Linked DNA regions of Mus musculus: all the other regions are linked to region 2. A link is a contact called in public promoter capture Hi-C data. All regions are on one chromosome and are shown on one strand. The core of a region is the stretch at or near the end of the contact, and the rest is flanking DNA. Distances in the headings are between cores, read along the strand shown. Region 1 holds the start of Pck2 (phosphoenolpyruvate carboxykinase 2 (mitochondrial)). Region 2 holds the start of Zmym5 (zinc finger, MYM-type 5). Region 3 holds the start of Rnf31 (ring finger protein 31). Region 4 holds the start of Pabpn1 (poly(A) binding protein, nuclear 1). Region 5 holds the start of Carmil3 (capping protein regulator and myosin 1 linker 3). Region 6 holds the start of Rabggta (Rab geranylgeranyl transferase, a subunit).

The links. Promoter capture Hi-C pulls out the DNA fragments that hold promoters and counts their contacts. Capture Hi-C pulls out chosen DNA fragments and counts their contacts.
Region 1: a contact with region 2 is called in a promoter capture Hi-C map of liver, with 6 times the contacts expected there. The contact joins the promoter of Pck2 here to the promoter of Zmym5 in region 2. A contact is called at or near these places in 2 of 39 promoter capture datasets (liver and pre-B cells).
Region 3: a contact with region 2 is called in a promoter capture Hi-C map of adipose tissue. The contact joins the promoter of Rnf31 here to the promoter of Zmym5 in region 2. A contact is called at or near these places in 2 of 39 promoter capture datasets (hippocampal neurons and liver), 1 of 484 Hi-C or Micro-C datasets (B cells), 1 of 115 datasets of contacts at active chromatin or transcription factors (astrocytes) and 1 of 9 other capture datasets (adipose tissue).
Region 4: a promoter capture Hi-C map of liver shows a contact between it and region 2, with 7 times the contacts expected there. The contact joins the promoter of Pabpn1 here to the promoter of Zmym5 in region 2. A contact is called at or near these places in 2 of 39 promoter capture datasets (liver and pre-B cells).
Region 5: a contact with region 2 is called in a promoter capture Hi-C map of liver, with 4 times the contacts expected there. The contact joins the promoter of Carmil3 here to the promoter of Zmym5 in region 2.
Region 6: a contact with region 2 is called in a promoter capture Hi-C map of hippocampal neurons, with 6 times the contacts expected there. The contact joins the promoter of Rabggta here to the promoter of Zmym5 in region 2. A contact is called at or near these places in 3 of 39 promoter capture datasets (the HPC-7 cell line, hippocampal neurons and liver).

The regions. Positions count from the first base shown.
Region 1 is chr14:55,537,626-55,541,901 of GRCm38.p6, reverse strand. It overlaps Pck2 (phosphoenolpyruvate carboxykinase 2 (mitochondrial)), which reads right to left and starts at 1,636. Exons shown (of 10, transcript NM_028994.3): 1 at 1,389-1,636. The coding sequence starts at 1,417.
Region 2 is chr14:56,809,707-56,814,027 of GRCm38.p6, reverse strand. It overlaps Zmym5 (zinc finger, MYM-type 5), which reads left to right and starts at 2,564. Exons shown (of 8, transcript NM_001253753.1): 1 at 2,564-2,694; 2 at 3,169-3,288. It overlaps 2410022M11Rik (RIKEN cDNA 2410022M11 gene), which reads right to left and starts at 2,039. Exons shown (of 1, transcript NR_152252.1): 1 at 129-2,039.
Region 3 is chr14:55,589,022-55,593,554 of GRCm38.p6, reverse strand. Rnf31 (ring finger protein 31) reads right to left here and starts at 1,813. Exons shown (of 21, transcript NM_194346.3): 1 at 1,483-1,813; 2 at 1,240-1,386; 3 at 939-1,094; 4 at 663-722; 5 at 480-549. The coding sequence starts at 1,671. It overlaps Psme2 (proteasome (prosome, macropain) activator subunit 2 (PA28 beta)), which reads left to right and starts at 2,534. Exons shown (of 11, transcript NM_011190.3): 1 at 2,534-2,713; 2 at 3,028-3,060; 3 at 3,460-3,522; 4 at 3,850-3,936; 5 at 4,044-4,074; 6 at 4,157-4,254. The coding sequence starts at 2,666.
Region 4 is chr14:54,890,979-54,895,560 of GRCm38.p6, reverse strand. Pabpn1 (poly(A) binding protein, nuclear 1) reads right to left here and starts at 1,418. Exons shown (of 7, transcript NM_019402.2): 1 at 1,067-1,418; 2 at 599-713. The coding sequence starts at 1,405.
Region 5 is chr14:55,488,865-55,493,778 of GRCm38.p6, reverse strand. Carmil3 (capping protein regulator and myosin 1 linker 3) reads right to left here and starts at 2,710. Exons shown (of 40, transcript NM_001374104.1): 1 at 2,496-2,710; 2 at 813-907; 3 at 509-559; 4 at 342-401; 5 at 140-255. The coding sequence starts at 2,535. It overlaps Dhrs4 (dehydrogenase/reductase (SDR family) member 4), which reads right to left. Exons shown (of 8, transcript NM_001037938.2): 8 at 3,439-3,960. The coding sequence ends at 3,846.
Region 6 is chr14:55,719,252-55,723,938 of GRCm38.p6, reverse strand. Rabggta (Rab geranylgeranyl transferase, a subunit) reads left to right here and starts at 1,676. Exons shown (of 17, transcript NM_001360387.1): 1 at 1,676-1,738; 2 at 2,039-2,095; 3 at 2,234-2,344; 4 at 2,679-2,803; 5 at 2,976-3,163; 6 at 3,432-3,635; 7 at 4,060-4,143; 8 at 4,233-4,315; 9 at 4,408-4,509; 10 at 4,594-4,687. The coding sequence starts at 2,093.

The DNA of each region.
Region 1 (4,276 bases), core at 387-2,886, 1.3 Mb after region 2:
GACTAGCCAAGGATGTTTTAACATAGGGAAAACTGGATCAAGAAGAATAATGCCATTGGTCCATGCCTAGATTCCTAGAAGGGCAGGGTAGTCTCTGTATTGTTTGTCCTGCTACCCTCCTGGAAGATAGTAGGGTCTGCTGTGATTGGTCTGGACAAAAGAAGGTAAAGAGATGTAGTTACCCTTCTCACATGCCAGGCCTCACCTGCCAGAAACCCATAGTAGGCCTCGATGGTGTGGGCCTGTGCATTCCCTGGCTCTCCTTAGAAGCCTTAGGGGTTGATGGTAGGGTCAGAACCTGAGAACACAGGCTACATTGCCTGGGAAGGGAGAAGAGAAAGCTCTTGGATGTGGGAGTTTGGGCCTGGGTGGGGTGTTTTCCAGAAGACAAAAAAGGCAGCATACTTTGTGTGGCCCCAGGGGGTGGGGGCACAGCAAGGTAGGTCTCTTTGTGTGTTTTTCTGCACATGACAGTTTCCCTGAGAAATTAATTTTAAATGCATGATCCTGAAAGCTTTGATCCCCAGGTATTGGCTCCAGTTGTCTTATGGGAAGCACAGCTTCTCCCAGCCCCACCCCAATTCTCCTGCACGCCCCTGAGAGGGACCTTCTCTCTATCCTTCATAGACCACTCTCACATGGATTAACCAAGTAAACTGCGAAGAAGAGATAAGGAGTCAGTTTAGACTCTTTTACATCCTAGACCATGGAGAGAGGGGTATACGGAGAAGAGGCCCGGTTGTATGGGGGGTGGGGCAGGGGGAGCCAGCCAGGACAAGCCTGGGGTCCAGGACCTACTGGGGGAAGCCGGCCAAGTTAAAAAGGCAGTCTGCCCTCCTCCCATCTTGCTTGCTTCCTTCCTTCTCTCCCTCCCTGTCTCCCTCCCCCCCTAGTCCCCAGAGGCTTCACTGGGCTTCGTGCCAGGTTCCGTTCTGTTCTCAGGGAGGCTGCAAGTGATGTTTACCTTCTACCGTCTTTAGGGAGCTTTGAGCTCGGGTCCCCGGGGCCTCAAACCCTATGGCCTCAAGGCCTTAATGGTTACTCACACACTGAAAGCTGGACTAGGAGCCCTTGGTCTGAAAGAATTACATCTGCTAAGTAGAGCATTTGCAGAGATAGGGCTCAGGAAGGCAAAGGAGAAGGGGGAGGAGGTTGCGAGTGGCAGCTAGAACAGCACACAAGCCGCAGGGAGGGACAGAAGAGCACAGAGGCTGGCTAGGAAACCTGGCATGGCTGGGGATGGGAATGCGGAGGGGGGGGGGGATGCACCACCGTGAGACCCACACTGATTAATAGCCACCCTGCCAGTCTCTTCCTAGGATGGGAAACAAGCGGAGGAAGCCCGGAAGGTGGAGCGCGGAGTGGGCCCCGGGCTATGGGTCACTCACCGCAGGCCGGGGAGGTACATAGCAGCCATGGCACCTGGACTGGCGCTGCGGGATGGCCACAGGAACGAGCGCAGTCGGGGAGACAAGGAAGGCGGGGAAGGAAGGAGCATAGCAAAGCCAGAGGGAGTTGAGGTTGGGCGGGAGGCGCTTAAAAAGGAGGCGGGCAGTCCCCGGGGCGGAACCTAGCTGGTTCTCTCGCCCTTCTGTAGGCCGGCTCACTAGCCCGGGCTCAAGGCCCCGGGCTGGGTGAAGCCTCCGCCCCACAGTCATCACATCCTCAAGCCATTGGAGGCCGGAGTTCAATTTGGGATCCGCCCACTCGGCCAGCCACGCTGTAAGATACTGATGTAACTTTGAAGGCTGTTGCTCCTTAGAGAAAGCAACCAAGAGATGTCGAATGCAAAACAAGTTAAGAGTGAGGGATGAGACCAGGGCTGGGGAGCCCAGGATAACAAGATGCCTAAACCCTCAAGGTCTAGGTTTGCTTTTCCAGAGCACTCCTAGCCTCAGGCTTTTCTTTTCCAGGGTCCCAGATGCTAACTAAGCTCTCCTTAGTCCTCAAATAATAACAAAACCAAACTATTGTCCGTGCCCAGCTTCTTATCAAGGGAGTTTCCTCTAGCACCATGGAATTGGTGGGGTGTTTCAGGCTTACAGACATATCCTTGGTCCTCTAATGCCCTCCCCCACCTAATCCCAAAGAGAGTCCTTGTGTAATTTCTCAACATTTCATTCCAACTTGAGACCATTGGGTATTCAAATGCTGTACCAACCCAAACTCAACGCATCCATGATGCTCAGAATCCTCTTTCTGGTTGCAGCACTGTGACTTTCTTTGGAGAACCATCAGATCATGTGGGTCTGACCTTGCTTCTCTTAGGGCCAGTTTGTGTGGCCCACACCCTGGCCACAGCAATCAGGATGTTCAGAGACGGGGGCATGGGATCCCTGTCTGAGACCTTTTCTAACCTTTGGACATGAGCTCCTTTTTTTGCTGGATTGCTGAGTCTGTAGAGTCTAAGTTGGGTTCTGTTGGGTGTCAGCTTGATAATGCAAAGCACCAACCTGCCTGAGGCAGAGGCAGAGCAGTGAGACAAAGATCAATAGATGTCCCCTAACCACCCCAGTGGTCTTTATTAAGACTGTCTGAGGGCTTCTTTAAAAACCCCTTCTTCTTTTGGGGGTTAGGATGGAAACTGTGAGCAGAGATGCTCAGTGCTGTGGAGCCTGAGTTATGGCAGGGTCTCCCTAAACAGCCAAGGGCTCTCTTCCTCTCCTACTCTTGCTGGGGTAGGTGGTCCAGAGTTTCTTATTCTTTGGAGGCCATGTGGACCTTAGAGGACTGTGTGGACCTAAATGGTCCACTGCTCTGTTGCTGTAGCCAAATTATCTGTCATACCTGGATATGAGCTTGATAAAGTGGTTATTGAGAGCAATGCTAGTACCACTATCAAAGGTAGAATGGATGTTGCTGTTAAAGTCTCAAGAGGCAACTGGTCCCTATATCAGCCCAGGATGCTTCAATGCCTGCCTCATCATCATCTCCTCCTCCTCCTCCTCCTCCTCCTCCTCCTCCTCCTCCTTCTTTTTCTGAGACAGGGTTTCTCTGTGTAGCCCTGGCTGTCCTAGAACTCACTTTGTAGACCAGGCTGGCCTCAAACTCAGAAATCCGCCTGTCTCTGCCTCCCTAGTGCTGGGATTAAAGGCATGTGCCACCACACCCGGTGCCTCATCACCTTCTTATATCTGCATGTCTGTATTTACTTTTGAATCACAGTCTCCCTATGTAGTCTGGCTGTCCTGGAACTCACTATGTAGACAAAACTGGCATTGAATGCAGAATCTGCTTCCCAAGTGCTAGTTTTAAAGGTATGTGTCACCACACCTCTTGGCATCTCCCAGATGGCAGTTTTCTCTGGGCAGCATGTCAGATCCAGGACGCACAGTGGAAGTAGGGACAGAGAAGGTCATGTTAGTGAACTTACTGTTCAGCTCAGGCATGACCTTTGCCCACAGCTTTGGCTGTACCAGGAATGAAGGGATGTTTTGGGTAGCCCATGGCCATCACAGCACAGCTTTTCGGTGTGTGTGTGTGTGTGTGTGTGTGTGTGTGTGTGTGTGTGTGCGCGCGCGCGCGTGCGCACACGCGCATCTGTGTGTGATCCAAGGTCTTCTAGAGGACAGTAGTCATAAATCCCTTGATGGATGACCTTGGGCCAGGGATTGCTAAGCAGACTGTGGAACAGGGGGCATTGATGACAAACTTGAATGAGATGTTGTACCTCTCCTGGTCCATACCCATCACAAACAGAAAGGGCAGAGATGATGTCCCTTTGGGTCCATCCTCCCAGTCACCCCACCTTTCCTCACAACAGTGAAGACCCCACAGCATACTTGACACCAGCATCCACCCAGCTAATGTTGGAGAGATCAAATTCCTGGAAGATTAAAGACAAATTTCCCACGTGCATCCCAGACTGTACTGTGGAACTTGTCATGGGTGTATAATCATACTGGAACACGTAGACTAATAGTTGAGGCCAATGAATGGGTTGTTGGTGGCATCTGTATCTCCTGTACTAAGAGTTGAAGGCAGCCTTGGTGACCTTGCGCCAACACAACCAAATCCATTCTTTTTAATGTTTACTATCATGTCTCAGATATTAGACTGGCACTTCTTGGAGGAGATGTGGCTGGTTTTGGAAATAGGTGAAGCAGAAAGCCTATATTCTTGTTACAAGAACGAATCCATTATTATTTTACTTAAGCTTATTTTAAGTGGATCCTGCCACTTTCAAAACAAATAATCTTGATTTTTAGTCTCAGAGTTTTGTGCATAAACAGAGATGGCCTCTAAGGGTGGTCTATAGCTGGTCTCCAGTGCTTCC
Region 2 (4,321 bases), core at 1,315-3,814:
TAGTCTCTCCAAACCTAGAGAATCCTTGTGAATCAACTTAGTGGACCTACAGTTTTGTATTTCCAAATGCTTAAGAGAAAGGGGGATGGTTATCATCTTCAGCAGTCGTGGAAATGTTACTATGATTAACACATTTATTTTCAGCCATTGAAGACTTAAATAAAATGCTGGTGATGTTGGTAACGTCCAGAGAGTAAAGCATTATGTAATATAAAAGCTTACTTAACTCTCCCACCAATCAACCCACGGACAAGAAACATGACTTAGGGTTATATGTTTGTCATCCAATGAGCATGCTTTTATCATACTTCAGAAGAGAAAAAAAGGGGATGTGCGTTTTAAATATTGAAAAAAAAAACTCCGGTTTCTGTAACTCTGAGATATGTATATGTGCTCATGAATGTATTTGTACATCTATGTGTGTAGGTAGGCCAGAAGAGCTTGTCCAAAAAAGGGCTTGGATCTCCTGGAACTGCAGTTGCTGGCAGTTGGAAACTGCTCCACGAAGGTACAAATCTGGTAGTCTTTAAGAGCAGGAAGCACTCATAACCTCTGAGCCATCTAATAGCCTTCCACTCAGCTGCCTGGTTTTTGTGGTTTTGTTTTGTTTTTTCTCTTTGAGGCAGTTAATGTATCCTGGGTCAGCTTTGAACTGATTCTGCTACTTCTGTGCCTTTAATACTGGCACTCCATTCCTGTGCTATGAGGTGTGGGATTTTGTTTTCAAATCATATCTAAGCCTAAACCAAGAAAGCAGTGGTGACATGCTTACAATCCCAATGCTCCAGAGGCAGAGGAAGAGAGAGGCAAAGGCAGAAGAAAGATCACAGAGTTCCAGGCCAGACTATGCTAGACATTGTCTTAAAAGAGAGACTCATATATATTTTTGCTCTTTTGGTTTTTCAACTCAGGGTTTTTCTGTGTAGCCCTGACTGTCCAGGAATCCACTTTGTAGACCAACCTGGCCTCGAACTCACAGATATCCAACTGCCTCTGCCTGCAAGTGTTGGAACTAAAAGCATGCGCCACCAAGTCCAGTTAAGAGTCATATATTTTCACATATTATGTAACAAGAACCTCAATCCAACCTAAAAGCATCAGTTGTAATCCCGCTAACAAACACCAGGGCGAGGTGCATTTCTTAGGTTACAGGGAGTCCTGGAAATCCGGCACCAAGTCTTCTGCCAAAGACATGGGTATAGACGAGGAACAAAAGACCCTCGTGCCGCCCTCCAGCGGCTCCGCTCCGAATGCGTCCGGTGGGACTCCCATTAGAGGGTCACTGCCCACGGAGCCAGGATGAAGCGAAGGGCACGCGATGGCCCGAGGCCCGGCAAACGTGGAGGACAGGCGCCGGGCAGGCCGGAGAGCGCGTGCTCGGCCAGGCACCGACGGCCAAGGCCAGACAGCCCAGGTCCCAGGGGCGCGAGCCCGCTAAGGGAGCCCGGGGCTCCATCTTGCCCGGCGGCAGTCTGGGGTCACCACTGTCCTGTGGCCCCGCCGCAATCTCGGCGCGCAAACTCTTGGCGGCCGAGGACAAGGCCTATGGTAGAGCGCGATCGGACTCGTTCCGGGCCAAGTTTCTCGTCCCCACGGGTTCGGTTCTGATGGGCCCCAAGTTCTCCCAACAGATCCCACAAAATGGAGGCCGACGTCTCCTCCCGCCGCAGCCATGGCGGAGGTGGGACACCCTTCCCACGGGCCAGGCAAGGTGGAAGCGCCTGCACGGCCGCCAGCGCACCAGTCCCCTTGCGGCCGCGGCCGGGCTCGCCCCCTCGGTCCGCCGCAGGCATTGCCGGGCTCGCCAGTCGCCGGGGTCTTGGGGGCCTGGACAGGGAGGACGCCGGGACATCGAGGCCGCGTCTCTCCTCGAGCAGAGTCGCAAAGGGCCGTGGCGACCGTCTGGAGGCCGAGACCCAGTGTCCCGATCCCGGGCCCACCGGAAGCCTCGACGAATATCGCCCGCCCCCAGGGCCGAAGCGCGAGCCGAACTGCGGGCAGCGCCACTCGGGCTCCTGACCCGGGCAGACCCCGCGAGTGGGGGCGGGGCGGGGGCACGGAGGGAGGGCGGAAGAGAGGGAGGGCCGGCCCAGCCCGGGGCTGGCGGCGGGGGGGGGGGGGGGGGGGGCCGGCAGGCCCGAGGGCGTGGCCCAGGTCTGACGGACAGCCGCCGTGACTACCTCACCGAGGAGGGTCCTGAAAGAAGGCCGACTGGGCCAATGGAGCCTGCCCGAGGCATTCCGTGCCGCCCACGCCATCAGCCAATGAGCGTGCGGAGGGCGGGGCCTCCCCGGGCCCCGCCGTGCCACCGCCTCCTCTGCCTCCTCCTCACCAGCGCTAAAGCCGGGACTGGACCGAGCGGAGTTGTGCGTGTCGCCGAAGGGGGGTGGGCCGGGGGAGGGGAGGTTCGTTCCGCGGAGCTGCAGCCAGAACCCGGTGAGGCTTCTCCCCGCCGTCTTTCCTGTCGAGGGCCGCGGAGAGTGGGGGTGGCTGGGAGCAGCGCAGCCTCGGGAGGAGGAGGCGGAGGCGGGGGCGACTGGGGAGGCGGAGATGGGTGAGGGCAGCGTCGGGAGCCTCCCACCGAGCCGGGCTTAACAGCCCGCGGCGGCCGGTGTCGCGGCTGCTGCGTCGGGGCCTGAGGGTGCGCTGGGGGCCGCGCTGATGTCCAGGGCGGCTTCGCGTGCGGCCGGAGGGGTGAGGGAGCGCGGGCGCGGCAGGGCTGGCTGGGTGAGGCGGCCGCGGGGCGGGGAGCGCGAGAGCCTCCGGGTGCGGGCGGCAGCGGCCGGAGGTCGAAGAGTGTTTTCCTTTCTGTGCTGCGAGCGGGCGGGCGGGTCGGGGAGGGGCCCTTTGGCCCTCCCGCCCGGGGGCCGCACTCCCACCCTGTCTGTTCAACCGACACCCCAAGTTTTCCGTGTTAAGGGGCGTCCTCTTACGTCCCGCGGCGTTTTCTCTCTCTCTCTTTTTTTTTTTTTTTGGGTCGGTCTGTCGCAGCTTTTAATCTTATTTGAGCCAGTTTCTAATGGCTGACCTGGTGCCTGTCGCGGGCTACTGAGGAGTTAGGCCCTAATCAAGTGCTTGCGGCAAATGGGACCCAATTGTTGAACCTCTCCCGGGTCGGATTTGTACTTGAGTGGTAACTACTTAGGAGAAATGTGAATCCCTTTCTAGATTCGAGGACGCGTTTACTCTTCGACTCAGCTGCGCGCTCTACTCATAATTCTGAAACTGGAAAGAACATATGAGCTTGGCCTGCTGTCGTTTAGTTGATCTATTGTTTATTTGGAGAAGGTTGGTAGAACAGCTTGGGAATAACTTCACCTTGACTTATTTATTTCCTTTGGCGTTCAGGGTTTGGTGCTACCTCGGAGCTGTTGATGTTCACTGTATGTATGTGTTTTGGGTGTTTGTTTGTAAATTTCTTTTTATACTAGGATCTTCAAGCTACTTTGGTGAAGGATTTGACAGGAATAAGGAAAACATCTCCATTGTGAGTCATTTTGCGTAGCTTTCCTGCTTAAACCACTAGGATAGACTTTTCTATTTTGTCGAAGTGAAGAGTTGCTGCCTGAGTGATTTCTGCTGAGAAAGCCAAGCCAGTGTGATCTGTAGTGTGTTAGTGGGTACTACTAACATGGCTGTCTTCTCAGATTCCTAAATAAGACTATGTTCTTAGTCATAAGATGCTGTGCACTTAACATTTTTGTGTTCCTTTCTAGGAGATTTCTTTAATTTCTTGTATTTTTAAACCACTAAGCAGTTATTTATTTTTGAAAAAGCTTGTTTGTTTGTTTGTTTAAAATGTTTTCACCATTGCTCTCTTCAGACACACCAGAAGAGGGCATCAGACCCCATTATAGATGGTTGGGAGCCACTATGTGGTTGCTGGGATTGAACTCAGGACCTCTAGAAGAGTAGTCAGTGCTCTTAACCACTGAGCCATCTCTTCAGCCCACACTAAACAGTTATTTTAAATAAAGATTAAATATTTTTAAAAATTACTGACATGTTTTAAGATGGAGGACAAACGAATTACAAGGGTTTTTTGTTTTTCAGTTTTAAAAAGATTATATGTTACATATATAGGTGTTTTGCTTCATGTATATCTGTGTGCCACTTGGCTGCAGTGCTCAAGAAGTTCAGAAGAAGGTAGAGGATCCATTAGAACTAGACAGCAAGTTATGAACTGCACTTAGGCGTATGGGGACTCAAACCCTGGTCCCTTGGAAGAACAGCTGATGCTCTTAACCACAGAGCCATCTCTCCAGCACTGTGATTTCTTATATAGTACTTCGTAGACATGCACTTCTTTTTTAATTTCTTT
Region 3 (4,533 bases), core at 564-3,063, 1.2 Mb after region 2:
GGTTCTGGCTTCCATGGCACCTGTGCCTACATGCACATATCTACCCACCCACCTTCCACTACTAAAAAGTAATATTAAAGGAGGAAAGACCAGGCTACACTTAAAATTTTGTTATGGGTTAGGGGAAGTCACAAAACAGTCTTTACAACATCTGGACCCATGGTGTGTGGGGGGGAAGGGGGGCTTTCATCTCTTGAAATAAAATACAAATACAGGCTGGAAAGATGGCTCAGTGGTTAAGAGCACGGGCTGCTCCACCAGAGGTCCTGAGTTCAAATCCCAGCACCCACATGGTAGCTCACAACCACCTGTAATGGGATCTGATGCTCTCTTCTGTCACACTGGCATATGTGCAAATACAATGCTCATATACATAAATAAATAAATCTTAAAAAAACAACAAATACAAGAGGAAAGAAAATCCTACATTTGCACCAACTCAGTCTAATATTTTTCTCCCGTAAAGAAGCATACAATACCTTGGGCAGAGGGGCGGGGGCCAGGAACAATCTCCCTCAGAAGGGGGTGAAACTCTGAAAGCTGCAGCATCTGAGAAAGCAAGCGGAGCGTGGGCAAAGTGCTGGGGGCACAGAATCCCATAAACTCAGCCCCCCCCCCCCCCCCCCGTGTTCCATGAACAACACCCTTCCTGCCTTCCTTACACCATCTTCAACGCTCTCTCTTAGCAGCTGGTCCAGTGCATTCTGTCTGGGATGAGTATTCTGCAAACAAGATGATGAAAAGAATTCCCACCTTGAACAACGTTCTCCCTGTAAGCCCTGATCTCCTAACATTCCAGAGGGAGAAAGTGTAACAGAAGCTTCCAGGCTGGCTGCTGCAGCAACAGAATTTCCCTGCACGGGGGTGGGGGTGTCTCAACGTGCCTTGGGGCTCCCAGTCAAGTACTTAAAATCCTTAGAATCAGAAGGTCATCTCACCTGCAACAGCAAACTGAGCTCGGTGCGAAGCAGCAGTACTTCTAGTGTGACAACAGCAACCTGGTATTCATCTGGTTCCTCCTGCCCTTCGGGGAAACTCAATCCATCTGGGCGCTCCTCAGTATAGCCATACAACCGTAGTACATCCCGGCCACCCTGGCACACATTCAGGACCCGGTCACCATCTAACAGACCTCCTAGGCAATAGAGCTGGTCCCCCACTCAGCACACCCTCAAGCCTTTCTGGTCAACCCTAAGCACAGGTCTAGTCCCCTTCTCCGATAAGGTCCAAGAGTTTCACCTGCACAGCATCCACCGTGCTGCGAAAGACGGGGTTATTAAACTTCACTGAGCGCCAATACCGGGGCCGCTGCGGGCTGAGGAGGTTGCGACCATATTTTTCCAGGATGTTCAGGGCCGTGGATAGGGTGTTGAGGTAGTTTCGAGGCTGGGAGCATTCAGAAAAGCAGAGTCGTGAGCCTAGCCCACCTGGCCTCTGAGCCTAGGTCCCCTTCCATGGAGCGCCGGGCGGGCTTGACCTCACCTCCCCATGAGCGTTGCAGCGGACCAAGCGTCCGGCGTCCAGCTGCAGGTAGCGGGCGGCTGGTGGCAGAGAGGTGGCCAGAAGCGGCATGAGCTGCTCCAGGGGAAAAACCTGCGCAGAATCCCACCTCAGGGCGCTCGCCAGCTCCTCGCGGGCCGCCAGGAAGCCTCGCTCCTCGTCTCCCGGCATCCTGAGACTGGAGACAGGCTCAGCTTCTCTGCCCTCCAGGGGCTGGCGCAGGTGCGCGCGGCGCCACAGCAGCCCGGGTCACTTAAGCCACCGCCCCGCTCAGCCCCATCCACGGCCAGGGTTACCGGGAACAGGAAGTCCTGGCAGAGAGGGCGGGACTGTGGGCCACTTTAGAGGAAAAGGAGGGTTCGGAGTGACGGTAAAGCTGAGATCAGGAAGGGTGGCCAGGTCGCCGCCAATGAAGAAGCCGCGGCCCGGGCTCCTCCCATAATGCTACGGAACCTTTTCCTTCCGAATCAGGCTCTCTTCTTCGCCTTCCCTTAAACTATCCCGCCCCTTCCGGAGGGACCCACCTCCCATGCGAGGGGTTAATTTTGCCCAGAGCTTTGCTATCTTTATTTCCATAGTGTTGGTTCTGTTCCATTCCCCGGCGGGGAAGTCCCACCTTATCGGGGACCGGCTCTGGCTGCCCTTAGCCCGGCTCAGGCGGGCTCCTCCCTTCTCTAGTCTGTCCTGAAGGGAAGGCAGTCCCGCTCGTCCTGCTCCCTTCCATCTTGCCAGGCTTTCCTCCTTCTTATCCTTCCTACTCTCTCGGATCCTACTTGGTCCCCTCCTCAGTCTAGCGTCATGGAACCCCACCTCTGGGTACCCCCTTTCCTATTGTCCCACCCTCTCTCAGTCCAGTACTTCCCCTGGACGGTCCATACTATAAGCTCCGCCCTTCTCGAGAGGCCGCCTCTATTTGAGTCTCCGCCGTCCCACGCTTTCCTAGCTCCTCCCTTGGACAGCCCCTGATGATGAAGCCAACACCGCCCTTCCTAGTGGCAACTAGCTGGGAATGGCTGAGGGGGTACTACTCACGGTTGGTGGCCGGCCAGGAGGAGGAGAAAAAAGGGAGGGGGCGTGGCTGAGGGGGGTGGGTCTGGGCCTGGAGAGTGAAAGCGAAAGCTGGGGCTGCTAGCCCAGGCTCGAGAGCTGCCAAGTGGGGGGAAGCATGGCCAAGCCTTGTGGGGTCCGCTTGAGTGGAGAAGCCCGAAAACAGGTAAATGGGAACCGAAGCCAGGAAGGAGTGAGAAGTCCTAACGGAGATAAAGCTCGGTGCTCCTGGGCACCAATGGGGCCTTGCGAGCGAACTCCACCGGCCTCTCTTTCTTTAGGGCTTTCTTTCACTTCTGCTCAGGGATTGCCAGTGCCGTGTCCTCGAGCCAATCTGTGCACTGAGCAGGCTCCTCCAGGGGGAAACTAGCTTTGTGGGACAGGTTTGGGCTAGAGTTGGAAGGCACCTAGGTTGGGAGTGGGCCCTTATTCTATACAAACTAAACCCTAACCAGCATCCGGCTACTTCTGTCTGTGCAGGTGGATGTCTTCAGACAAAATCTTTTCCAGGAGGTAAGTCTCTGAATTCAGTCGATGTAACCCAGAGTCTTAGTGCAGAACTCTAGGGCCACAAGCTCTGAGTAACCCACCAGTTCACCTTAATTTTGGTGTCTCCGAACCTTCATGCTTACTCAAGGTGAACTGCAATGATTTGTTTCTACTTGTAATCTGATCAATCTTAGAACTCTTAACTGCTTTTGCCACTCCCCTTGAATGGAAAGGTAAAGATGTCGCCCAAAGGGAAAACCCCATAGCCCTACTTCTGCCCTTCATGAGATTGGGCAAGTCCCTTTATTTCCAGGGCTAGGGTTTCCTCATACGAGAGTCTTGAGCTCAGTGATTTCCATGGGCCAACTTCTGATACGTATCAACAAACCTCTTGCATGATTATTTTTGTAATGTAACTTGCAGGCTGATGACTTCCTCTGCACTTTCTTGCCACGGAAAATCATATCCCTGAGTCAGCTCTTGCAGGTGAGTAGTATAGACCCCTCTGCTCCATCTCCTGACACCTCTCATCACCCATCTGACGGGCATCAGCATGCTGGGAGCTGAGTGAGCCTGGCCGGGTGTGGTGGCACACACGTTTAATCCCAGCACTCGGGAGGCAGAGGCAGGCGGATTTCTGAGTTCGAGGCCAGCCTGGTCTACAAAGTGAGTTCCAGGACAGCCAGGGCTATACAGAGAAACCCTGTCTCAAAAAAAAAAAAAGGCTTGAGCCTGGGTTGGGAGGAAGAGAGATGGAAGGCTGTGTCTGGTGAAGGGAGGAGGCTGGGTAGTGTCTGAGAATAAATTCTACAGGAGGATTCCCTCAATGTGGCCGACCTCTCCTCCCTCCGGGCTCCTCTGGACATCCCTATCCCAGATCCTCCACCCAAGGATGACGAGGTAAGGCATTCAGTGTGCAGAGCCTGAACTCTAAGCCAGTGGCAACACCACCACAGTGTGGCAGCCTCCAAGACTGTTCTAAAGCTGCTTTCCTTATTTTGCCTTAGATGGAAACAGACAAGCAGGAGAAGAAGGAAGGTAATGGAGACCTGGTGAGGAGGGGGGAGGCTGGTGCAGGGATGTGGGTGACATAAAGGCCCCACTCTCATCTTTCTCTTAGTCCCTAAGTGTGGCTACCTCCCGGGGAACGAGAAGCTTCTGGCCTTGCTCGCTTTGGTTAAGCCAGAAGTCTGGACTCTCAAAGAGAAGTGCATTCTGGTGAGCCTGGGCCCTGGGGGAGGTGGGAAGAAAAGCACAGCACAGCTGTGGTCCAGTCAGAGATGCAGGTCTTCAACCCAGAGACCTAATATATAATAAGACTGGCTTTTGTGTCTTGGATATATATGGATGGATATGTGTGTGTGTGTGTATATATCTAGATATCTAGATATATACTTTTTAATTGTGTGTTTGTGTGCACCCAGGCATGTGCAGGTAGGTTTTCCATTTCGTGTATGTACTGGAATTCACTTTGTAGACCAGGCTGGCCTCGAACTC
Region 4 (4,582 bases), core at 169-2,668, 1.9 Mb after region 2:
ACCCGCAGGCTAAATTTTGGGTATACTTCTACTATACCAATTACCTATAACAGTGTTTAGCACATAGTAGGTTTCAATATACATTAGAGAAACTACCTCTTAAAAGACCATAAAAAACGGTGTTAAGATTTTACGTTTTTCAAGTCGAGTCTCTATTCAGCTTTAGCTGAAATGCCTCAAAGCAAACAAAACAGAATGGACTGAAATCTAACATTTTTAAAGAACTCCCTCCCTTACAGCCACCAGTCAGTTCCTAAGTCCTAACTAAAGGGTCTCCAACTGAAAAGTGTTAAGACTTGAAGGTCAAATGCCAGCTGATAATCGCCCCAAGAAGGGTACAGACAAACTAAGAACAAAGAGAAACACATTTATAAATGAGACAAAGGAAGGCACAAGACTATCTCTTCACCAAAACGGCTTGTGTCTAACAAAGGTCAGTAGAACACGTAATGGACTATGACCACAGCACCTGCCCAGAAAAAATTGCTCAGACGAGCAGCTTCATTCAAGGTCCCCGGCTTCTGCCACGCTGCAGTCTTCCCCCACTACCCTATCAACCAAAGATCCGGACTGTGCGTGCATGAGGCGATCTACTCACCATTGCCTGGGGGTGGACTCATATTCATCTGCTTCTCTACCTCGTTTTGTAGCTCCTTTAGCTTCTCAGCCTCTTCCTCCATCTCCCTGACTCGAGCTTTGATCGCTTCTAGCTCCTACAATGAATGAGCAGGGCATGCAGTTAACCAGACGCAGGGGCTGTGCCGTACATTTTGTCTGGGCCCGGCCACAGCCGTGCTCGGCCATTTCCCTCGCCTCGTGCGAGGGTCGTGATTGAAATAAAAAATATTATTTAAAAAAAACACGCAGAAAAAATGAAAAGAGTCAATTTACCTTCTCTAGAGCCACCCTAGACACCCATGATGCCCCACCAGGCCGCTCACGAACGGCCTCGGCCCGCCACCAGCCACGTTATTCCCCGCCCAACCCCACCCCCCGCCTGCCTGCCTCCTGTCCGTGCTCTGGGCCTCCCATGACCCGGCCCGCTCGCTCGCCCTCCTCCCCTCACCGGGTCCTCAATGGCGCCGTCGCCGGGGTCGGCCTCAACCAGTCCCGGCTCTTCCTCCTCCTCCTGACTGCCGGGGGCTCCCGAGCCGGGCCCAGGACCCGGAGCTCCCGGAGGGGCGCGGGGCCGGGGCGGCTCCTCTTCGGGCTCGGGCTCCGGCAGCAGCTCCCCAGGCTCCAGCTCCTCAGACTCCAGGCCGTTCCCGTAGTCCCCTGCGCCCCCCGGGTCCCCCTCCCCGGCCTCCCCACCGGCCCCGGGCACAAGATGGCGCCGCCGCCCCGGCCCGGAGCCCCGACCGCCCGCAGCCCCCGCTGCTGCTGCCGCCGCCGCCGCCGCCGCCATCGCCGCTCAGACTGGGGCCCGCCGATCGGCGATTGGAGAACTGAGCCGGCCACGCCGAGGATTCATTAGTCAGTCAGCCTGCCCGTTACCCCGAGCTCGAATACTATTGGGGAATTCTACTTGGCAATCAAACGAGGCCCCACCTCTAAGGCGGGCCACTGTGCCAAATTCTCTAAACCCGGTAGGTGAAATATGCCTGTCAATCAACACACCCCACCTCCTGTTGAGTCCTTAGGTAACAATACGCCCGCACTGTGACGACCTTCCGTTCATCCTCCACCCATGGGCGGGCCCACAACATGGAGGATGCTCCGCAATTGGCCTCTGACTGGTGAGGCGAAAAGGACCAATCTTCCAAACGCCTCACCGAAGTGGCCCATTCTTGGATGCCGATTGGCTTATGGGATTCGACGGGCAGACACCCGTTGTGCGACAGGTGAACCTTGCTCTCGAAAGGATGGCCTGGCTTAAAACTAGGGAATTCCTAGGCGGAGTGTGGTGGCGTACGCCTTTAATACCAGCGCTCAGAAAGCGGAGGCAAGTAGATTTCTGTGAGTTCAAAACTAGACTACTTACAGAATGAGTTCCCAGGCCAGTCAACACTACATAGAAAAGTAACCTCAAAAATAAAAAAAAAGTAAGGATCAGCAAACCTCACTCCCACTAGGAGTTGTGTCCCGTTGTTCTGCATAGGTTATTGTTTTAGACTAAGATTCAGCCAGTTTTCTTGCCTAACTTATTACAACACCCTCTTTTTCTTGGCCAGCTGACGTGTCAAAAATTCCTTACTTAGGGCTAGTTTGCAAGTATGGTCTCCACACTTTCCCCGGTTTACCCGAGGTTCACAGCTTTAGTCCCATATGTGCAGTTTCTCCTAAACCAGACCACCTCAGTGAGAATGCCTTCCACCAGGTTTCCCATTTTATCTTGAGACAAGTGGGCCTATTTCCACTGCACTCTTAACCGTTCTGTGCTCCTTCCTAGCTAAGCAGAGTGCCCGCAGACAAGGGGCCAAGTCCTGTTTATATTTCTATCCGCAAATTTGTGTGATTATTGGGTGACTGCAACTTCTAGGTGTAATTTCCTAGCTTCCAAACCACTTTGAAGACCACTGGGGGAAATTCTCCATGCAAATTCTCAAGACAGCTCTGCACCTTCAAATAACCATGAGATCTGGCCCTGGAGACGATAGTATGATACCCACACTCCAGAAGAAATTCCACACATTTATAAAAATTAAAGAACAGTAGTGCTAAATCTGCAAGAGGACGGACTTTTTGTAGACAGACCAAACTACAAGTCTGAGGGATAGATTCATACAAGCACAATCAAAATGGCTAACTTGGTCGCACCAGGGGAGTGGGGCAAAAGCAAAGTCGGAAGCACAGCTGATTGACCCCACAGTTGCAGGCCTTACCTCAGAAGCTTGGGAGCTGGAAGCAGAGTCGCACTCTTGCTGCGGATCCATCTGAACTGAAGTTGATCACCGAAGTCAGGCACCAAATGCGTTCCAAAGAACCTTACACCGATTCCAGCCAATTCAAAATCTGAAGGGTTTGCTGGCACCCAATTTAAGCAAGGTTAACTAAGGGAAATGTGATTACCAAATGCCTTCGTGTGATGATGGTGGTGTTTGGAGACAGGATCTAACTGACTGACTGACTGGCCTGAAACTCAATTTATAGTTTAGGCTGACCTAATCTCACACAGACCCCACCTACCTCTACTCCCTAAACCCTGGGAATAAAGGTGTGTGCTGCCACACCCATCTGTTAAATAACCTTTGCAAAACCATATTCCCCTAAATCCTTTAGATTGAATTTTGTTGTTTGATACAGGATCTCTGTGTAGCCCTGGCTTTCCTTGATCTCTCTCTGTAGACCAGCCTGGCTTTAAACTCCCAAATGCTGGGATTAAAGGCATGCGCCACCACCATTGCCCGGCTGTGTGTTTTTTTGTTTGGTTGGTTTTTTTGTTTTTTTTTTGTTTTTGTTTTTGTTTTGAGACAGGGCTGTATTATATAGTCTGGCCTTACACCTGAGATCCTCCTACCCGAGGAGCATGCTGAGGTTATTATTTTCCTCTCAGCATTGTGATACACATGTGTAATCTTAGCACCTGAGAAGCTGAAGCAGAAAAACAACCAGGAGTCCCAGGCCAGTCTGCACAGTGAGTAACTAGAGTCACACGCCTTTAATCCCAGCACTGGGAGGCAGAGGCAAGTGGATCTCTGTGAGTTTGAGGCCAGCTGGTCTATAGGTTGGGTTTCAGGACAGCCAGGCCACAGAGAAACCTTGTCTCAAAAGCCACAGCTCTTGATATTCTTACAGAGGAGCTGAGTTCAGCTCTCTGCACCTACATGCTCACTCCACCCGTAACTTCAGCTCTATCGAATCCAACACCTTCTGGCCTCCACAGGTACTAACACACATGCACATACTCTCTCCCACACACGTATACATTTTTAAAATCTTTAAAAAACAAAATATCCCACAGAGCTAGGTGTGATAACATAACAGACTCCTGAATTCCTAACACTTGGGGGGTGGGGAAGCAGAAGCATCAGGAGTTCGAGGCCAGCCTCACTTATATAGGAAAGCTGAGGCTAGCCTGGGCTACATGAGACCCTGTCTCAAAAAAAAAAAAAAAAAAAAAAACGGGGGGGGGGCTGGGCCCAGAGACAGGTTGAGTTCAAGGTCAGCCTTATCTACATAGTGTGTTTCAGGACATAGTGAGCTACATAGCTACAGAGTAAGATCCTATGGCTTCTGACCTCCAAATGCTAGGATTAAAGGCTCTCTCAATTTTTAATGAGGCCCCTAGAAAAATGTAAAACTCTTTTTGTGACTTGCATTATATTTCACTGGTCAGTGATGACATATGACTTGAAGCCTTATGCTATTTTGAAAGACTTACTACTTTTCTATGTATGTATATGTGTGTTTGTGTGAATTTATGTGTAGCACTGACATGGAGGCGCCCACAGAAGCCAAAGGGTATCAGATTCCAGGGAACTGGAGTACAGGTAGCTGTGAGCTGTTCTATGGGTGCTGAGATGTGAACCAGGTCCTCTGTAAGAGCAGTAAGCACTCATAATGCTGAGCTATCTGTCCAGCCTTTCGAGTCTCTTTTAGAAAAGATCCTGGTATCTTCTGATGTGGTCCATCCTAGCTTGCA
Region 5 (4,914 bases), core at 1,461-3,960, 1.3 Mb after region 2:
TGCTTCCTGCATCACGGTGTTTGAGTCTCCAGGGAAGAGCAGAGAGAGCAAGCATTCTCGTTCCAGGAGACCAGATCAACAGGAAGGAGAAATCTACCTTTAGTCTAATCCTTTGGGAGACCCCTTGTCTGCCACTCACCCAGGGCCAGGGCAGACCTTGGAGAGGGCAGAGCTCACATGCCGTGTCACCTGGTCCACACTCTCGGCGGATGGCAGCCGCATGCTCACCGTGCCACGCTCAGTCTCCACCAGGATCTGAGGGGAAGGGATCAGTAGAGCCTCAGACGGCCGTTCCTTCTTCCAGGCGGCCCAGCGGTGGTGGCCTGGGACCCGGTACTCACCTGATTCTGACTGAGTGTGTTGAAGGCACGGATCTCCAGGACATTGAATGAGCTTTCCACCTGGTGGGGAGGGGTGGGGAGGATGCTCAGCTCCTGGTAAGGGCCTGTTACTAGACTTGAAGGGAGTATGCCAGGCAAGCCCTCTCCACCCCCGGAGCCTGACTTACCTTAGCTGGAACTTTAAGGGGAAAAAGGTGGAGACGCCAGGAAGTCAGGGCCTGCAGAGCAGAACATGAACAGCTTAGTGTAGCCTCTTGGGACATAGGGCCTTTGTTGTCTTTTAGCTCCTCAGCTTGGTCCCAAGATACCTTACCCCCTGCATTTCTCCTGCTCACCTTCAGACCCTGAACACTAACCCAGCCTGGTTCTGCCCTCTCCCTTAGGTTTTGTCTCCTCAGCACCACCCCAGCTGATTCTCTTGCCCACCTCCCTTGCCTGTCTCCTCTCCTCCCCCGGGACCGATGCTCTCACCAGCACTCTGTCTTCGAACTTCTTGGGTTTTGTCTCCAGTTTCACACGATGTTGCTGGAGCACAGCCCCCTGGCTCAGGCACCTCCGGATGCTGTCTGCAGATGGGTAGGACCTGCTCAGAACTTTCTCTTACCCCTACCACCCTGACTCCGCTCTCCAGAGAGAGAGACAGATGAGAGGAGAGAAACAGAGACACGTACGTACTAGACAGGGAGGTATGTATGGAGCAGAGATGGTCCTTTTTTTGGTGACTTTGTTATGGGAGGAAAGTAGGGAGAAAACTCTGGCTCCTGGTGTCCCTGAGTCAGGGGACAGTTGCTGAGTGGCACTGTCTGTGGGAACACGTGTCTTACACTTCTGAAGGTGTGAAGGATTTTCCCACCCACCCGTGCACTATAGTAACCATCAACACATATGCAGTGAGTCTCTCTCTCTCTCTCTCTCTCTCTCTCTCTCTCTCTCTCTCTCCCTCCCTCTCCCCCCTCTCTGTAGGGGTTTGGGAGTCCAGGATAGGAATGTTCCTTGACTGTACCCTAGGTGCTCTGGGGTATGAGAATCTGTTTTTTATTATGGCTGCATGCCTGTCTTCTGATGATGGCAGGGAACCGAGTATGGCATTTGTGGGGATAGGAAAGTGTGAATGAGTGCTGGCTTGCATATGAAAGGGGACCGGTGCCAGACAGTTCTTGTGAGGAGGGTGGGGTGAGAGAAGGGTTTAATGTTCCAGTGAGCCCATATCCGTTTTCTGACAGACCCATCCAAGTATTATGTGTGTGTGGTGTGTGTGTGTGTGTGTGTGTGTGTGTGTGTGTGTGTGTGTGTGGTGTGGTGTGGTGTGCATAGATGTGTGCAGTTTCTGTAAGGTGTGTGTACAAACATCTCGTGACTGTGCATGTGTAGGTGTCAGAGATCTCCAGAGTGCAATAGAGCTCTGAGTATCCTTGAGCGTCCTGCTTTCTGCATGGGCTAGCCTGTGCTCCTACCTTTGAGGATCAGGGTTGTGGCAGGGCTGGAGGGTCTGGGGGGGGGTGTAATTAGAGGAAAAACATCTGGGAATCACTGGTCCAGAGAGCTCTTGAGATGTGTGTGGATGGTGGGTGAGGAGAAGGGGGCAGGCTGGGACGGGGGCTGTTGGAAATGAGCCGCAGAAACCTAGCTTTTGGTTTTAGCTTCAGTCGGGGCCTCTGCCTGGACTCCCCTCCTATGCCCCACTGGCCTAGGCGCTAGGGGCCTCTCTAGGGCCAGTTCCGGGGCGGGGCCGGGAGGAGGGAGGGTGTTGAGATAAGCAGCAGTCAGGACCAGGGGCAGCTCCCAACGCCTGGCCCCGCCCGGCGAGGGTGGGAGAAAGCTGGGACTCTCCGGAGGGAAGACTGGATGCTTTGCAGAGGGGTGGGTCAAGAACGCTGAGAATCAGCCCCCAAGAGCGCCAGGGAACTGCTCCTGTCACCAAAGAGCGGGACGGGCGGCTCCGGGACAGGAAGGTTCTGATAGGGTGAGGCGAGTGGGGCAGAGAAGGATGCTCCACGGAAAGCAAAGCTGGGTCTAGAGATTCAGAGGAAGGGACTGCCTAAGAGCGAGGGATGCGTGAGGGGGCGGGAGGCGCCGGGCTGGGGTGTACCGCAGGAAAGCACTGGGTCTCGATGCTCGCGGACCCGGTGTCCGGAGATGAAGGCAACCTCGTACCTTGCAGCTCGCGGGTGAGCTCCACGCTGGCCTTGGCCATGGCGGCCGCCGCTGCTGCTGCCGCCGCCGCCGCTGCTGCTGCAGAGGAGCCGCCGCCGCCGCCGCCTCCCGAGAGGCGCCGCACATGCTAGTCCCGGCTCCGGCAGGGCCCGGCGCTGAGCGCTGCAGTAGCGGCGGAGCCCGCTCCCGTCAGGGGCGGCTGCGCGAGCGCTCCTCCCCCCCGGCTACTGAGCTCTGGGTCTCCCGCCCCTCCCGGAGAGTTGGCCAATGGAGCATGCGCGCTGAGCTTCCGAGCCGCGTGAGACCCCGCGCGCGCTCGCGACGACCCCTCCCGCGGACTACCTCGTGAGAAGCCCGGAGCGCGGCGCCTGGTGTCCGAGCTATCTCAGGGGCGGGGTGCAGCGTTTCTACTGGCGTGCCACCCACGCCTCGGCCACCCGAAGCAGAATTCTTCAATTTCTTTGTTTATGTGCTTCGGTACCCCTCCCCGGGTCATTCTTGTATGGCCCCGCCCTCCCACTCCTTCCAGCTCAGGAACGGTCCAGCTCGTCCTTGCTGACCCTGGAGGGAACTCTGAATCAAGGACGATGCTGCAAAAAGACCTGTCCGAACGTGCGGGAGGGAGTTAGTTCTTCTTCTTCTTCTTCTTTTTTTTTTTTTTTTTTTTTTTTTTTTTGCTCGCTAGTCTAGTCTCGGGGATCCCCGTGGCGTCCTTGGCACCGTCCCTGGGGGTGTGAGGCTAAGAGTAGCACCTGGGAGTTCCCGAGCTACCTCCCCCAACAGCTGGCAAGCAGCTCCGTGGCAGGCAGACGTAACCACCCTTGAGCGGCAAGCTCAGGCCTTGGAGATAGGGAGGAGGGCTAGGGAGAATTCAGAGATCCAGCACTGCTTAGACTTCTCAGATACACTAAGCACCTCACATTGAGAAATAAACACGCACTGATTCAGAGCAACGCGATCATCTTCATTTTATTTGTACCTTATACGTAAATTGTTAATTTCTATCTCTGTTCAGGTCTGTCCCTTCTATCTCTCCTCAAAGTGTCCAGAGGCGAGGATGAGAGGGATTTGATCTTCACTAAAGTAGCCACAGTCTTCTCAGCAAGCCCTTTTCCCACTACCTATCCCCCAGCTTCCCGCCCCCTCCCCAAAGCCGTTTTCAAGGCCATAGCAACAGCAAGGATGCTCATCTGACCACACTTCGACCACAGGGAAAGCAGGAACTTATCACTGGGCAGAACTGATTTTGTGAGGTGAACAAGATGTTAGGTGGTGGCAACGAAGGGCGACAGAGGCAAGGTGGACTGAGCCCGCCCCACACACCTGCCCTGGTAGGCTGTTTCTGGGTCCTCAGAGGCGAGAAGGGGTTCCTCCCCCCACTACTACGGTCTCTCCATTGATGTAACTGGCGTCTTCAGAGCATAAGAAGGAAACTATGCCAGCACAATCCTCTGGCTTGCCTAGCCTGGGAAACAGGAGACAAGGAGAAAGCAATTGTCAAATAGGTTAGCTAGCCTCTCTCATCTGGTTCACAGGACATGAAATTTGCTTAAGAATTATCAGGTGGGAGCTGGTGAGAAGGCTCAGCAGTTAGGAGCATTGGCCAGCTGCTTTCCAAAGGACCCAGGTTTAAGTTTCAGGACACACACACACACACACACACACACACACACACACACACACACACACACACACACACACGGCAGTTCACAACGGTCCAAAACTCCAATTCCAGGGGTGTGTGATGCCTTCTTCTGCCCTACAGGGACAGGAGCACCAGGATCATGTGTGGCACACAGACACGCATGTAGGCAAAACACCCATATGTATTTTAAAAATTGAAAAAAAAATTAGGTGATTTTTCTCAGAACCAGTGTACAACCTTTTTTTTTTTTGCCTATTAAATAGGGTGATTATGATTAGGTGCTTATAATTTATAGATGCATAAATACTGTATCTTGCAAAACCATGTTATATTTAAATATAGAAACACTGTTTTTAGATACCAGAATGCAAAGTCAGGCCGATAAAATGGTGAACAATTATTTGATGTTTCAAAAGAAATGATTTCAACATGTAAATATGCTATTTGAGTGTCAGAGAGTCGGTGCTGATAGGAAACGGCATGACCGAGGCGTTTCATTTGTACGGGTTCAGTGTAAAGATCCTCTTCAGCAATCTATTTTTTGTCCTCTTATCAACACATTTGTTTTATAAGGATGTGCTAAATCACACAGTTTGTACCGTGGTTCTGTATGTTCTAGGGGTGTCAGCGTGAGGGACAGAAAGGCCTAGTGTTTCTCCAACCTCTCTGCACAGTGTAGTCACCCGGAAGGGTTAATAAAAAGAAAAGGTAAAAGATGTATAAATTCTACCATGGGTCAGTTAAAGAGGAGACCCTGGAAGGGTGCAGTAAGCA
Region 6 (4,687 bases), core at 427-2,926, 1.1 Mb after region 2:
TCTCTTGTCCCATGCCTTGAGGTTACAGGTGTTCTCTAAGACATCCAATCCAGCCTTTTAACTTTTTCACTTAACATCTCAGTGCATATCCCAGGCTGGCTTCAGACTCAGGGCCTTCCTGCCTCAGCCTCCCAAGTGCTAGGATTGCAGGTGTGAGCCACAAAGTTAGGCTGAGACGTATTTTTAATCACTCTGCTTTGGCTTCCACATGTGGTCCTCTGTGTGTGTGTGTGTGTGTGTGTGTGTGTGTGTGTGTGTGTGTGTGTGTGTGCGCGCGCGCTCACATGCATTAAAAATACAGAGCTCCCATCACAGTGCCAGGAGCAAAGATAACCAGTGACTCAGCTGTTTCCCCCACTGGGACTGAAGTACACAAGGCCAGAAGAAGCATCTCTTTTCTTCTAGAATACGTTACCTAAAAGAGGACCTAGAAAAGGGCTGGGCAGGTAGTGGATACTTTAAATCTGTCTCCATGGCTCACGGTGAATGAAAGTAGAGAGAACACAGGATGAAGAACATTGCAACAGCCTTAGTGGCAACTGCACTGAATGGTTATTAAAGAGACTAAAAAGCTTTGAGAACACTGCCACTTAGTGCAACAATGATGATAAAGCTGGCACTCAGAGGGGGGAGACGGGGGGGGGGACTCTTTTTTAGCTTTTAGAGTTTGAAATATCTCTAGGACATATAAGCGAAACTACATTTTTCTTCTTTCTGGTTTTTTAGACAGGGTTTCTCTGTGTAGCCCTGGCTGTTCTAGAATTCGCTCTGTAAGCCAGGCTGGCCTCTAACTCAGAGAACTGCCTGCTTCTACCTCCTGAGTGCTGGGATCAAAGGCAGTGTGCCACCACTGCCCAGTGATACTCAATTTTTAAAAAAATTAGAAACCTCACTATTATCTTAAACTCTAGACCCTCCTGTGTCGACCCCCTGAGAAGCTGAACATTACAAACAGCACCACTGCCTCTAGCTTTTGACCATGTCAACAAATACATATACTGCTATATAATTGTCACTATCATTATGCTTGTGGACGTCTGGACTGGAGAGAGGTTTGGGTGCCATATAGTAACCATGAATGTAGATGAAATCAAGAGAACAGGAAGGAAACCGAGAACTTTTGGCAGCCAGAACTCGCTGATAGCAGGTTGCTGGAGAAACTTCTTCACTTAGCCTGGAAAGGGACTCTAGCCAGCCTGAGTTTGGCAAACATGGCTCTGTCAGGCCTTGCCCTTCTCTCCACTCCCTCTGTCTTGCTAAAAACGTTAGATTGAGTTCCTAAAGCTAGCTACCGAGATCCGTTCCCTTATTCACCTCATCCTAACACAGGATTTCCCCTTTTACCTTTATAAACTGCCACTCTCCTATGGGCCATGCCTGTCTCCTCTCTATTCAAAGACAGTCCTTTGTCCCCTCTTCGAGAGAAATACCTGCCCCCCCCGTCCCCCCCCTCCCCTCTTCTCTTTCCCCTTCTCCATCTCCTGTCTTGTCTCTTATTCCTATACTTCGTCCCTCTAGGGCAAATAAAGCTCCTTTGTCCTGAAAACTTGGTCTTGGGGTGTCCTGAGCCGATACCAGTCCCTTCAAGGCTGCAGTTTGAGTTGCGAATGGGAAGAGCCAGGCCTGCAGGGGGCGCAGCGCCTCGTCTCCGCACCTCACACAGCACGGAGCCGCTCTAGCCACACTGGGACTCGGTGGCGGCCGGAGTTGCACGTCCTGGCACCTCCTCCCTGAGCAGGTGAGTTCGCCGGTGGAGGAGGGGGTGCAAGGGTCCACGGGACGGACGGACGGGCGGGCGGGCACTGCTCTCTATATGCGCGGCGTGTGCCTCGGCCCTGACGGGTGGGGCTTCGGAAAGATCCGTGGGGACGGAGGCCGTGGTTGTGGTGAGCGCTTCCTCCTGACCTCACAGTGCCAGCCGCCGGCCCCCTTTTAACTCACGGGGATCCTTATCCTGGGCCTGCTGGCAGCTTCCGGGAAACACCTGGGGGGCGGGGCCGTGTGGGCGGGGTTCTGTGATTGACATCTCTTTCGGCAGATTGAACGGGCTGCCTCCGGACCCCTCCCCTATCGCCAACGCTGAGCCGAAACCATGGTGAGAACCCTGAGCTCAGCCCCTTTCCCCTGCATGCCCATGCCCTCATCCCACGTGGCTATCTCGGCCGGGCTTCTGCAAGACTGCCCTTGCGAGGCAACCGGCGTTCATATTATCCTATCCTCATATCCCTGGTAGCATGGGCGCCTGAAGGTGAAGACGTCCGAAGAGCAGGCAGAGGCCAAAAGGCTAGAGCGGGAACAGAAGCTAAAGCTCTACCAGTCAGCCACTCAAGCTGTCTTCCAGAAGGTGGGGCCCTCGGAGGTAGTCCCCAATAATACAAAGACCAAAAGCTTGACCCTAGAGTCAAACTGTAGGGATCCAAATTTTGATTCTGTCTGTTGTTGCTGTATTGCCTTGTTCGAGTCACTGGAACTGCCTTCATCTGTAAAATGGAGCTGATGATTGCACAACCTGTGTACGAGTATTGCAAAGATTAAGTGAGAAAATACCTGTTAGGCCATGTAAGGTTTTGCACAGTACCTGTTGCATAGTGCCACTATTGACTGGTTCAGAGTTTATAATGTTTAACCTAGAGCTGGGGAAAGGCTGTGGTCCCTGACCCTATAACCTGTCTTCACAGCGGGAGGCAGGCGAGCTGGATGAATCCGTCCTAGAACTGACAAGCCAGATTCTGGGAGCCAACCCTGATTTTGCCACCCTCTGGAACTGTCGCAGAGAAGTGCTCCAGCAGCTAGAAACCCAGAAGTATGTAGTAGTTCAGGTCTCTGCCCTGGCCCTCGCCTGGGTGCAGAACTGGAGGAGGATTGGGGTAGCCGGGCATAGAGATAGGATAGTAGGGGGACCAGATACAAGAAGGGAGGGACAAGTTGGGGTTGGATGTTGGAAGGCTCTAACCCCCCTTTCTCTTGGGGTCCAGGTCCCCTGAGGAGTTGGCTGCTCTTGTGAAGGCAGAACTAGGCTTCCTTGAGAGCTGTCTGCGTGTGAACCCTAAGTCCTATGGCACTTGGCACCACCGCTGCTGGCTGCTGAGTCGCCTGCCTGAGCCCAACTGGGCCCGGGAGCTGGAGCTGTGCGCTCGCTTCCTCGAGGCCGATGAGCGGAACTGTACGTGTCCACAGTCCTGTCCCTACAAACCTCATGGGCCCCGCATCCTGGTACTGGGTCCTCAGAGCGGGGAGGGATACACAGGATCTAGCACCAGCATCCTGGTAGTGCTGAAAGGGATGGCGGAACCAGATGTATGTATAGGAGCAGTCTATGTAGTTTGCATGGAGGAATTGCTAGGGCTCTCTGAGGAATTCTGGGGGCCGTCAGTACAGTAGCTCCTCTTTGTCCTGCGTCTGAGATAGGCTCCCTCCCTCAACCTCTCTAGTTCATTGCTGGGACTATCGGCGATTTGTAGCTGCACAGGCTGCTGTCGCGCCTGCAGAGGAACTAGCCTTCACTGACAGCCTCATCACCCGGAACTTCTCCAACTATTCTTCCTGGCATTATCGCTCCTGCCTCTTGCCCCAGCTGCACCCCCAGCCAGACTCTGGCCCCCAGGGACGGCTCCCTGAAAATGTACTGCTGAGAGGTGAGTGGGCCTAGACCAGCAGTTCTCAACCTGTGGCTTGCGACCCCTTTGGGAGTTGACCAACCCTTTTCATTGGGATCGCCTAAGACCATCAGGAATATCAGGTATTTACATCATGATTCATCGCAGTAACAAAATTACAGTCAGCAAGGAGCAAAGAAAATCATTTTATGGTTGGGGGGGTCACCACAACATGAGGAACTGTGTTAAAGGATTGCAGCATTAGGAAGGTTAAGGACCAGTGGCCTAGAGGATCCTGGCAAGGATTTTGCAGGAGCACCCAGTCCTGATGGCTGCCTAGCCCCGCTCTGCACCACCTTATTTAGCTCCTCCTCCTCACTGACACACGCAGTTCCTGTGTGACGCTTGGGCTGGAGAGAGTTGGGATCCTACCATGCTGACGCAACCTTCCTGGCCCCCACAGAGCTGGAGTTGGTGCAGAATGCCTTCTTTACTGACCCCAATGATCAGAGTGCCTGGTTCTATCACCGCTGGCTCCTGGGGCGGGGTAAGCAGTGGGGGAAGGGCAGGATGTTTGAGACTTAGAAAGAAACAAAGATGACATTTAAGGTAAACCGAGGCTGTTTCTCTCCCTAGCGGAGCCCCACGATGTTCTGTGCTGCCTGCATGTGAGCCGGGAAGAGGCCTGTCTGTCAGTCTGCTTTTCTCGTCCCCTGATAGTGAGTCGAGCTGTTTTTTTAAGCGCATCGTGGTGAGACCCTGTGTCTGAGGCCATGAGGGCTAAGGAGACTTTCTTTGTTCCCCGTGGCAGGTGGGCTCCAAGATGGGGACCTTGCTACTCACGGTTGACGAGGCACCTTTGAGTGTGGAATGGAGGACTCCAGATGGCAGGAACCGGCCCAGCCATGTCTGGGTATCCCGGGATTGGTGGGGCAGGATTAGGGTGGGACAGTCAGAAAAGCAGTGAGGTAGCATGTTTCCTTGACCAGTGCTCTAGCTCTGTGACCTGCCTGCTGCCTCTCTCAATGACCACTTGCCCCAGCACACGTTTCGTGTCATCTGGACAGGAAGCGATACCCAGAAGGAGTGTG